Regions from separate parts of the Sus scrofa genome. Here region 1 is linked to region 2. Evidence: chromatin contacts called from public Hi-C data. All regions are on one chromosome and are shown on one strand. The core of a region is the stretch at or near the end of the contact, and the rest is flanking DNA. Distances in the headings are between cores, read along the strand shown. Region 1 overlaps MAN1A2 (mannosyl-oligosaccharide 1,2-alpha-mannosidase IB). Region 2 overlaps GDAP2 (ganglioside-induced differentiation-associated protein 2).

Region 1 (4,831 bases), core at 371-2,870, 320 kb after region 2:
TGCCTTCTCTTTCAAAGATCTCAATTTCACGTATTTTAAGCCACATGCAGTTGTTACACAGTTCACAGATCTTGTTACTATGATTTGCTATGTAGATCCAAAGCTATAGATTACCACCCCCCTGCCACGCCACTACTGATATAGGACTTTCCTGAGTCCTCTACTTGGTGGCCCATGAATCAGGAGCTTTTCCAGTCATGTTATCGAAACCAGGCACTGTCCCTGGCCCTGTATGATCACCACAGACTGTTTCCTTTCTTCCCTCAGAGATGATTCTTTCCCTCAACTCAGGTAGTTTCTTCATTCTGTTGAATGCTCCAGGGGGTTCTCCTGGGTTCTCTATGTGCAGCTCTCTCCTCCCTGGTACTTTCTGTGGACACTAGTCTCTTAGTTTCCTTGGACTCACAGTTCAAGCTCCTCAAAGAGCTGGCTGCACTCTGCCTCAGGCCTCCCTTGCTGTGCAGTGGACTGGAAACTCCATCAAGACAGCAAGCTGGGGCCTACACAAGGTCCACCCATCTTGGGTCCCTTTTCTCAGAGATTACAATCCTTCATTGTCTCTTGTCCAGTGTTTTGAAACCCATTGTTTTACATATAATTTACCTGTTTGTTTCAAGGGGAAGGGTAAATCTGACCTCCATTATTCCATATTAAAGAAGCAACAATCCTATTCTTCCATTTTTAAATATTCTGTCAAATGATTTGGTGAACACCACATAACCATGTTCATGGAATCCCTTACCCTCTATTATTAACCTTATTAACCAGTTCAAAAAGACCACTAGAGTTTGTCCAGCAAGAACTTGTTTTAGGAACCCTTTCTGGCTCTTCATGATTACTAATTTTTTCTAAAGACTTTATACCATGCTTTTTTGGAATTTTGTGAAAATGGACATTACATTGATCTACTTTCATTTTTCTTAATCCAACTTTTCCCTTCTTTAAATTATGTATCTATTCTGCTGTGTTTCTCTCCATTATTCATGAAAGAATATTAATAATGATTACAAAAATTACATTTATAGTAGTACCTTGATATGTAATTTCTTTGGCTCCTTATAATCATTTAAAATAACAAGTTACTTTTCTCCTCTTGGAGCTCTAGTTTCCTCTCAGTTGTATTTGTTTTCCTTTCATGACATTCCAGGGTAAGCTATAGGGGTTGGAGTTAAAGTATAGATGTTTTGGCATTTTAAATCTTATGATTTCCTTTGTAGAACACCATTGCTTTTCTAATTTTTTATTGTAGTAAAAAAGACGTAACATAAAATTTACCACCTTAACCATTTTTAAATTCAGCAGTGTTAAGTATATTCACAAAATGTTTTCGTCTTGCAAAACTGAAACTCTATACCCTTTAAACAACTTCCTTTTTCCCCCTCCCCCAGGCCCTGGTAACCCCTGTCTACTTTCTTTTCCTTTGCATTTGACTGTGGATACTTCATGTAAGTGAACTGTAACAGTATTGTTCTTTTGTGATGACTTATTTCACTTCACATGATGTCCTCAATGTTCATCCATACTGCTGCTTCCCTGATTTCGATTCTAGAATCCTACCTTCCATTACTTTTAGTGATGTTTTTTAGTAATGTTTTTTAGTCAGGCTAGTTTTCTTAGTGTCTTTTTAATGAAAGCTAGCATTTATTATCTCAAGCTGGAGCCCTCTTTTCATGAAATGACTTTCTGCCTTATATCATCTGTTAACATCTTGTGTATCATTTAGCATCATTTCAGTATTTTACTCATAACTAGAGTTAGTTCACATCAAAGTTCTTTTCTCTGAATTTCCAAAATATTTATATTCTATTTAGCACTTGACTATATATACTTTTATTGAGTTTGCCCATGTCCAGAAGTAAGAGATTTCTTAACTAGACCTCAAGCTCATGAGTAAAGTATGTTTCATATGCTTTAATTCTCAAAGAGCACAATTCTGAAAAGAGAGTAGCTATTTAAGGAATACTACTGACTTGACTTAGTTTGTAAACTAGCCTTCAGGGGGAAGTGAGCAGAGAATAGCAGAGAACAGGAGATTTAATGCTACTTTTCTCATCCAGTTGGAAAAATAGTCCTCTCACGGTAGAAAGTTACTTTAGGATACAGTTATGGACAAGATAAAAGATAAAAAATAAAGAATAAATGGAAGGGAATGATAGGGGCTTTGTTTTTCAGTCTTCCCTCTTTAACTATTTTTTTACCTAAGAATCCTTACTCCAATGATCTATCTCACTGATTCTTCCTTTCTCACAAATGTATTACTTAGATACTTTCGATGACAAACTGAATCATACTACTCAAAGCTTTGTTGACAAAACCATTATCAGAACTGTCTTTGAACCTACTTCAAAACCTTGTTCACTAGGGAATTAGCTTTAATACTGTGATAGCTGGCTAACTGCACATTTGCTTATACTGAGAATAACTTTACAGCAGAGAAAAATAACAATAGCTATAAAAAGAAGAACCAGAACTACTACAGGATATGATAACATCAGCAATAATATCTGAATAACAATTTACTAGCTTTTTTCCTCTTTCCCCCTACCTCAATATTTTACTATAAAACTTTCAAACCTATAGAAACCTTGAAAGAATGTTACAGTGAAACCCACATATACTCACCTTCTAGATGCTAAAATTAACATTTTGGTATATTCCTTCATCACAAATCTATTATACTACGTATAACTAGCTATTTATAACATTAAAATATTCTCCTAGAAAAAGCAGCTAATTAGCCAACCTAGCTAAATATCAAGAAAAACATGCTTAGTAAAATTGTTTTCAAAGGGAGAAATAGAAGTGTCACTGGAATTTTTTTTAAAACCAGAACAAACTTAGAACAATAAACATTATATAACAATATTTACTTGAGTTTTGATAGGAAGACTGTTGCCACAAATTTTAGCTCCTACAGTTCTATCTTTACCATCTCTGCTTTAAGCGGCACCAAGATTAAAAACACTTAGAATTTTATTTACTAGCACATTATTTGATAATAATTATTTGACAATAGCAAATCAGATGACGTTAGTTTTAAGGAAGAATTAAAAAGTTTCTAGACAGAAAAAGTTAAGAGCAAGACGTATATGTGAAGTCAAATGGTCAACAAACATAATTCCTTTTTTTCTAGATGTCTTTCAAAAGTTTATGACTAATGGACCAAAAACATACTTGCTTTTTTTCTAGATGCCTTTCAAAAATTTATGACTAATGGACCAACAAAAAGTGAATGAATTTTAAAAAAGTGATACAGTCATATAACAGTATATTTACTGAGAGAAAGGCATGAACTACTGATACATGCAATAACACTGACTGATCTAAGAAATACTATGACGAAAATAATGCCAGACAAAAATAAGTGCATAATGCACCATCAGGCAACCTATAGTGACAGAAAGCAGCTATCTACTCAGGGTTGGGGTGAAACTCACAGCAAGGCTAGAATGGAGATGTTCCACATTACCTGCGGTGGTACTTACCCAGGCTTATATATTTGCCAAAACACAATGAAATGTATACTTAGAATGCTTCAATAAAGCCAATTTTTAAAGCTAAGAAAAAAGGCTGACAGAAAAGGAAAATAATCTTAAGTGTTATTGCTACATGAGCACAATTTGAGTTGTAGCTCCCTCTACTGTAGCAAAAGAAAACTGGCAAGGATATATCAAAGTACAGAGTTTGGAAACTGAAAAACTGCTTATCAAGAGTGCAAGTGAAATTCTCTCTGTGTGTTTGTGTATTTGGATTGCATTGATACTGTGGTTAAGAGGAGTTAAAAACACTGTGGAGACCCCAGTTCTGGTTCTTCAGTACACCATTTGAGGAGACTGGACTACATAAATACAGCAGTCAAGCAAAGATTTGCCCACCTGACTGCATGATACACTAGCTATTTCTTGATCCCTAATTGCTTCCATAAATGGTTTACTGAGTCACAGGTGTCAGTAGTTCTCAAAGTGTGATCTCCAGACTAGCAGTATCAGCCTCACCTAGGAACTTGCTGCAAATGCAAATTCTCAGACCTCACTCCAGACCTACTCAGGAACTTTGGCACTAGAACCCAGTCATCTGTGTTTTAAGAAGCTTTCCAGGTGATTCTGATGCATGCTTAAATTTAAGAACCACTACCCTAGGTTTACTAACTTTTTAAACTGCTAACACTAGTTAGTTTGTACTGTTTCTGCTTTTCTCCTCCATGTGGGCATCTGAATCTTTGCCTCCTTACTGAAAACAGGTTAACTGCCCTAATTTCCCTGTTTTGACATCTTGCCTTGGGCTCTTTCTTCTTACTTTATCAATTCTTTGGCCCATTCATTATTAGCTATATTCTAGCACTAACCTAATTCTGATTCTAAGCCCTGAGCCTGAAGCAGGAAACAAAATAGGTCTATTATTCTCTTCTCCTTCCCACTCCCACTTTTTAAAGATCTTATATATAAAATTGCTGTTTTTTCAGATCTCTCTCTTAGAATCCAATGATTTAATCCTTCATTCCATAAATATTTAACTGAAACAAGTATGTGTGGCCCCACTAGATGCTAGAGGTACAACAATAACTAAAATATACTCCTTGTGAACTTTATATTCTAAGTTGGGGAACCAAAGGGAATTAAACAAGATGTTAGAAGATAGGTGCTATGGAGGAAACTTAAGTAAGGGAAAAAGGGAATGGGGGCAATTAAAATTTTATATAGGATAATTAGGGATGCTTAAAAATAGTTAGAAATCATCAATTACAAACTACTACTTAAGACTGAAATTGTAAAGTTTCTAGGAAAAAAACACGGAGAGAAAGAGCTCCTTGATGCGGGTCTTGGTAACAATT
Region 2 (5,293 bases), core at 1,530-4,029:
GTGGCATGAGGTAATTCAGGCAACAGTGAATATGGAGACTTGGAAAAGAGAAACAAGAGAACAGTTGAGAGCTCATTGCCCAAGTCTTCTTAAGCACTGAGAACCCGAGAGCAGCTGTTAGAAATATTAGCAATCGAATTTAAAGGACCTGATAACCCACTGAAAATGTAGGATGAAGGAAGAAGTAAAGAAGATGTCAAAAAAAAATTCAGGATTCTAGCCTAGGTGAGTGGTTGGATGTTGCTGTGTAGCTGAAATAAGGAATACAGATACAGGAGCAGGTGGGGAGCGGAGAGAGTCAGGTTTGGTCCTGTTGGGGTCAGGTTTGGATCAAGAAAATAAAAAATGTGGAGGACAGAACCTGGAGAGGACAATATTTTAAAAAAGTGGAGCGTGGCCATTTAAAACTAAAACTGGAGCGATTCCTAGTAAGTAAAGGATGAGAACAGGCCACTAGGTCTCATGATTGGGAAGTTGATAGAGAAAGGATTCAGATAAGATAGAAATTAAGAAAAAATAATTCAGCTTTGGTTTGATGGGATGTTGACAGGGATAAAGGGCTGAGTAGGAAATCTGATACTGTAACTGATGGATGGAAAGGCACTTGTGCCAGACCATTCTGGTCCGAGAGGGAGGCCCCAGAAAATAAAAAGAATACCCTGGATGTCTGGAGTTAGCACCTTTACGGCCAGGCACTTTTTACTGGCAATGATGTAATACATAAAAGGAAACTCTTGCTGTTGTGGAACTTTCATTCTACCTGATGGGGTAGGGAGGGTGGGGAGGATACACAGTAAGCAGGAAACTCCACAAAATGTCTAGTTACTCGGAAGGAAAGCAAATCAGGGAAGAGTTTTTAAGGAGGGTGACCAGGGTAGGCTTTACCGACAAGGCATCACTGAGCACAGACCTGAGGGAAATGACTGATCCATTACAGAAACAAAACTTTGAAGAGGTGGATTTTTTTTCTTCACACTTTCGTCATTTTTTATTTTTTGAATAACTTTTCTATTCTCTTCCTTAGGCACTGTAAGACGCTTCCTTGAAATTCATGGAGAGACTATTGAAAAAGTAGTATTTGCTGTCTCTGAACTTGAAGAGGTATTTTGCTAATGATCTTGTATTGTTTCAAGCTTGTGTTTACTTGTGAGTGTTTGCCTTTGTCTGATGATTATCTATTAATTGAACTGCCAGCAGTCAAATCCTAATTATGTCTGTGCTTTGGCAGTGGGGCTGACCATCACTTGTTAACAAAGACCGCATTAGAGACTAGAAACAAGTCAGAAAGGAGCGTTTTTTCATATTTTTCATGGGTAAATGGTTAACATGTAACGAAATCTTACAACATGGGTTGTTCTGATTTCCTCACTCTGTTAGCTTGCAAGACATCTCAGCATCACCTTGTGACCTAAGCCCTGGGCACCTCAACAGCATACCTAGAAAACCACACCTCTCTGCTGGAAAAGCTCTGGTGTCTGCCCGACCTGGAAACAGCTGACAGCCTAGCCTGGTGGCTTGTAGAAGTAGGCTGTGAGGTTTAGGTTTAGTTGTACGTGGTTAGGTTTAGTATGTTTCAGTTTCATTCAGAGCCATTTTAGAAAATTCTTTTTTAAATCTTACTAAGTTTTATTTAATTTTAGTGTTGTCTGTCCCATTCCATTTATATTATTTCTCAGTTTTGTGTCTTTGGGTAAGTTACTTAACGTCTCTGTGCTTTGATAAAATGTGAAGACGGACAGGCCTTATTACATCATAGGAGTTTTGTGATACATGAGTTAATACATATGAAATATCCATTCCAAGTATATATAGGTGCATATATGAGATATAAATCACTGTGAATTTGCTAAAATAAGACACATTTACCAGGTTTGCTATCTCTTTTTGTTTCACCTGGTTTACCTATTCCTTCGTTCTTTCAGTGCCCTTTTATTGAGGGTCTAGAATATATCAGGTTATTCTCCTGGGTTCTGGGAATACACCAGTGAGTTCTGGTCGTTGTCCTCAAGGAGCCTTTTGTCCGTTTGACAGTTTGGAGAAGTTATGATAATTGTGTGAGATACAGGAAGGATAGGAGCACATGACTCCAGCCTGGCAGAGGGTTAGTGAATGCTTCCCATAAGAGGTGATTTGTGAGTTGAAATCATTGTAAAAGATAAATAGGATTTTCCAAAGGAAGGGCAGAAGACAATAGTCATGTAAGCATGAGCAGAGGCAGATAAGTAAGAAATAGCATGAAGGGTGTATTGGATAAAATGTGAGGCTAGGACTGGCAAAAATTGGGCAGGGGCAGGATCAGTGCTGGCCTGGTATCTCATACTGTGGACCTTAGATGTTATCAGTTATATGATGGGAGAACATAGAAGAGCATTAAGCACACAAATGATGTGGTCTCGTTTCTTTATTAGCTGTGTAAAAGATGATTTCCAAGGAGAAAGACTGGTGACAAGAAGAGATGATATAATAGGTGTTTTCGTACTCCAAGTAAGAAATGATCAGGCCTGAACAAGGACACTGGTGATGTTGAAATTTTTTTGGGGGGGTGGGGGGAGACGTGGCATGAGGAAGTTCCCGGGCCGGGGATCAAACCCACGCCAGCAGTGACCTAAGCCACAGCACTGACAATGCCAGATCCTTAACTCACTGAGCCACTAGGGAACTCTGATATTGAAATTAGAAAAATATGTATTTCGTAAACAAATTCAGCTGGAGTTGGAGATCACAAATATATGAGAGGGAAGTGAAGGATGACTCCTAGGTTTCTGGCTTGGATGACTGGGTGGTGTGCCACCAATGACAGAGCAGATAGAAGGAGGGAAAAGTGTTGCAGGGAGGAGAAGGGAGGAATGAAGGCAAGTGCTGTTTTGAACATGTTGGATCAGAGGGGATCAGTGGATTCAACACGATGATCAGTAAACCATTGTGCTTATTAGTCCAAAGCTGAGGAGTGAGGTCTGGGCTAGAGATGTGGCCATTGTCGTAAACCGGGGTACTGCGTGAGATACCAAGATAGGACATCCTGCTCTCGGGGGACAGGGGGGCGGGGGCTAATAGTTAGAGAGCCAGATAAACAGAGACCACCCTGCAGTGTGGCAGGTGCTGTGCTAGGAGTGTACATCACAGTGTCAGGGCAGACTGTCAGGACACCTGACCCAGACCTCGGGGAACAGAAAAATTCTTCACCTTCGGTATACCTGAAAAAAATAGTCATCAGCATCTGTCACCTAGGTCCAATGGACTTTATGAATAATTTACTGAATAATAAAGGGATGATGAAAACAGGTTTAAAAGATATTTCAGTAAGTTTAAGCATGGCAAACCTTTTTATATCAGGTAAATTTTGTTGTACAAACATAAAAGATGAAAGAATATTGTCACATCTTGGTAAAATGATATCCCATTTCTTAGCACAAAATCCCGAATGGTCAAGTCCTTCCTATAGTGACTGACTGAATGAGAGTGTCACATGTCCCCCTTTGTCCTTAGAAACATGCTGTTAACTCAGAGGTTCTTAAATTTGAGAAGGCGAATCTAGGATGTTATCATCTGAAGACTCATTGTCTGAGATTTTACTTCATATAATCAGTCTCAACCTCATCATTATTAAAGTGGTGCTGTCTCTTTACATTCATCTTTGATTCCTTTAATAATTCTCATATGTCATCTTTGTTCAGTTGCCTCTTTGCCGTTTTAGTCTGAAAATGAAAGCATCTGAATTAGCAGATTTTTCCAGTGAAAGTTAAACAGGCTATGGACTGTACATAAGGATAGAGATGTGAAAATTTTTAACAAAATAGTAGCAAACTAAATCCAGCAGCATATGAAAGAATTATACAACATCAACAAGTGGGGTTTATCCCAGAAATATAAGTTTGGTTCAGCATCCAAAAGGCAGTCATGTAATGCAACATATTAATAGAATAATGCGTAAAACCTCATTAGATGCAGAAAAAACATTAGACGAAATCCAGCATCCTCTCATGATTAAAACAATCAACATACCAGGAGTGGAAGGTCACCTCCTCAACCCGATAAAAAGCATGTAGGAAAAACCTATAGCTAACATTGTACTTAATGGTGAAATACTGAAAGCTGTCTGCCTAAGAGCAAGAACAAGACAAGGGTGTCACTGTCACTGATTCTATTCAACATTGTACTGGAGGTTCTAGCAAGAACATATAGGCAAGAAGAAATAAAAGTCACAGAGATTAGGGGAGTTCCCATTGTGGCTCAGTAGTAATGAACCTGACTAGTTACCATGAGGATGCAGGTTCCCTGGCCTCACTCGGTAGGTTAAGGATCTGGTGTTGCTGTGAGCTGTGGTGTAGGTCACAGATGCGGTTTGGATCCCATATTGCTGTGTCTAGGGTCTAGACTGGCAGCTACAGCTCCGATTCGACCCCTAGCCTGGGAACTTCCAATGCCACAGGTGTGGCCCTAAAAAAAAAAAAAACGAAAACAAACAAAAAACAGATATTGGGAGTTCCCGTCGTGGCGCAGTGGTTATCGAATCCGACTAGGAACCATGAGGTTGCGGGTTCAGTCCCTGCCCTTGCTCAGTGGGTTAATGATCCGGCGTTGCCGTGAGCTGTGGTGTAGGTTGCAGACGCGGCTCGGATCCCGCGTTGCTGTGGCTCTGGCGTAGGCTGGTGGCTACAGCTCCGATTCAACCCCTAGCCTGGGAACCTCCATATGCCGCGGGAGCGGCCCAAGAAATAGCAACAACAACAACAAAAAAGACAAAAGACAAAAAAAAAAAAAAAAAAAAAAAAAAAAAAAAACAGATATTGGAAAGAAAGAAGTAAACTCTCCTTATTTACAGATGACAAGGTCTTGTATATAAAAAAATCCTAAGTCCACTGAAAACTATTAGAACTGGTAGAGTTGAGCAGGGTTATAGGACCTAAGATTAATATAAAAAATAGTGTTTCTACCCCTAGCAAAGAATAATCTGAAAGTGAAATTAAGAAAATGCTTACATTTACGATAGCATTAAAAAGAATCAAATATTTAAGACTAGACTTGGCAAAGAAGTGTAAAGCTTGTAAATTGAAAACTACAAAATATCTTTGGAAGAAAATTTAAAAGACCTAAATAAATAGAAGGATATCCTGTTTATGGATTGGAAAACCTTGTTGTTAAGATGACAATATTCCCCAAATTGTCCTACAGATTCAGCCAAATCCCTATCAAAATTCCAACTGACTTTCTTGTAGAAACTGGCAAGTTGATCCTAAATTTCACATGGCTAATGCAGGGGACCCAGAGACATAGTCCTTCTAGGCAGTTCCAT

What was found. Hi-C and Micro-C count contacts between places; a contact is called where the count stands out from the background.
Region 1: a contact with region 2 is called in a Hi-C map of retroperitoneal adipose tissue, with 2.5 times the contacts expected there. A contact is called at or near these places in 15 of 47 Hi-C or Micro-C datasets (brain, embryonic fibroblasts, fetal heart ventricle and 7 more) and 1 of 2 datasets of targeted methods (skeletal muscle).

The regions. Positions count from the first base shown.
Region 1 is chr4:103,227,396-103,232,226 of Sscrofa11.1, forward strand. All of the region lies in intron 12 of MAN1A2 (mannosyl-oligosaccharide 1,2-alpha-mannosidase IB), which reads right to left. Among named protein-coding and RNA genes, the nearest start is that of FAM46C, 76 kb to the left of the region's middle.
Region 2 is chr4:102,905,507-102,910,799 of Sscrofa11.1, forward strand. It overlaps GDAP2 (ganglioside-induced differentiation-associated protein 2), which reads left to right. Exons shown (of 14, transcript XM_021090826.1): 6 at 1,025-1,101. Among named protein-coding and RNA genes, the nearest start is that of GDAP2, 29 kb to the left of the region's middle.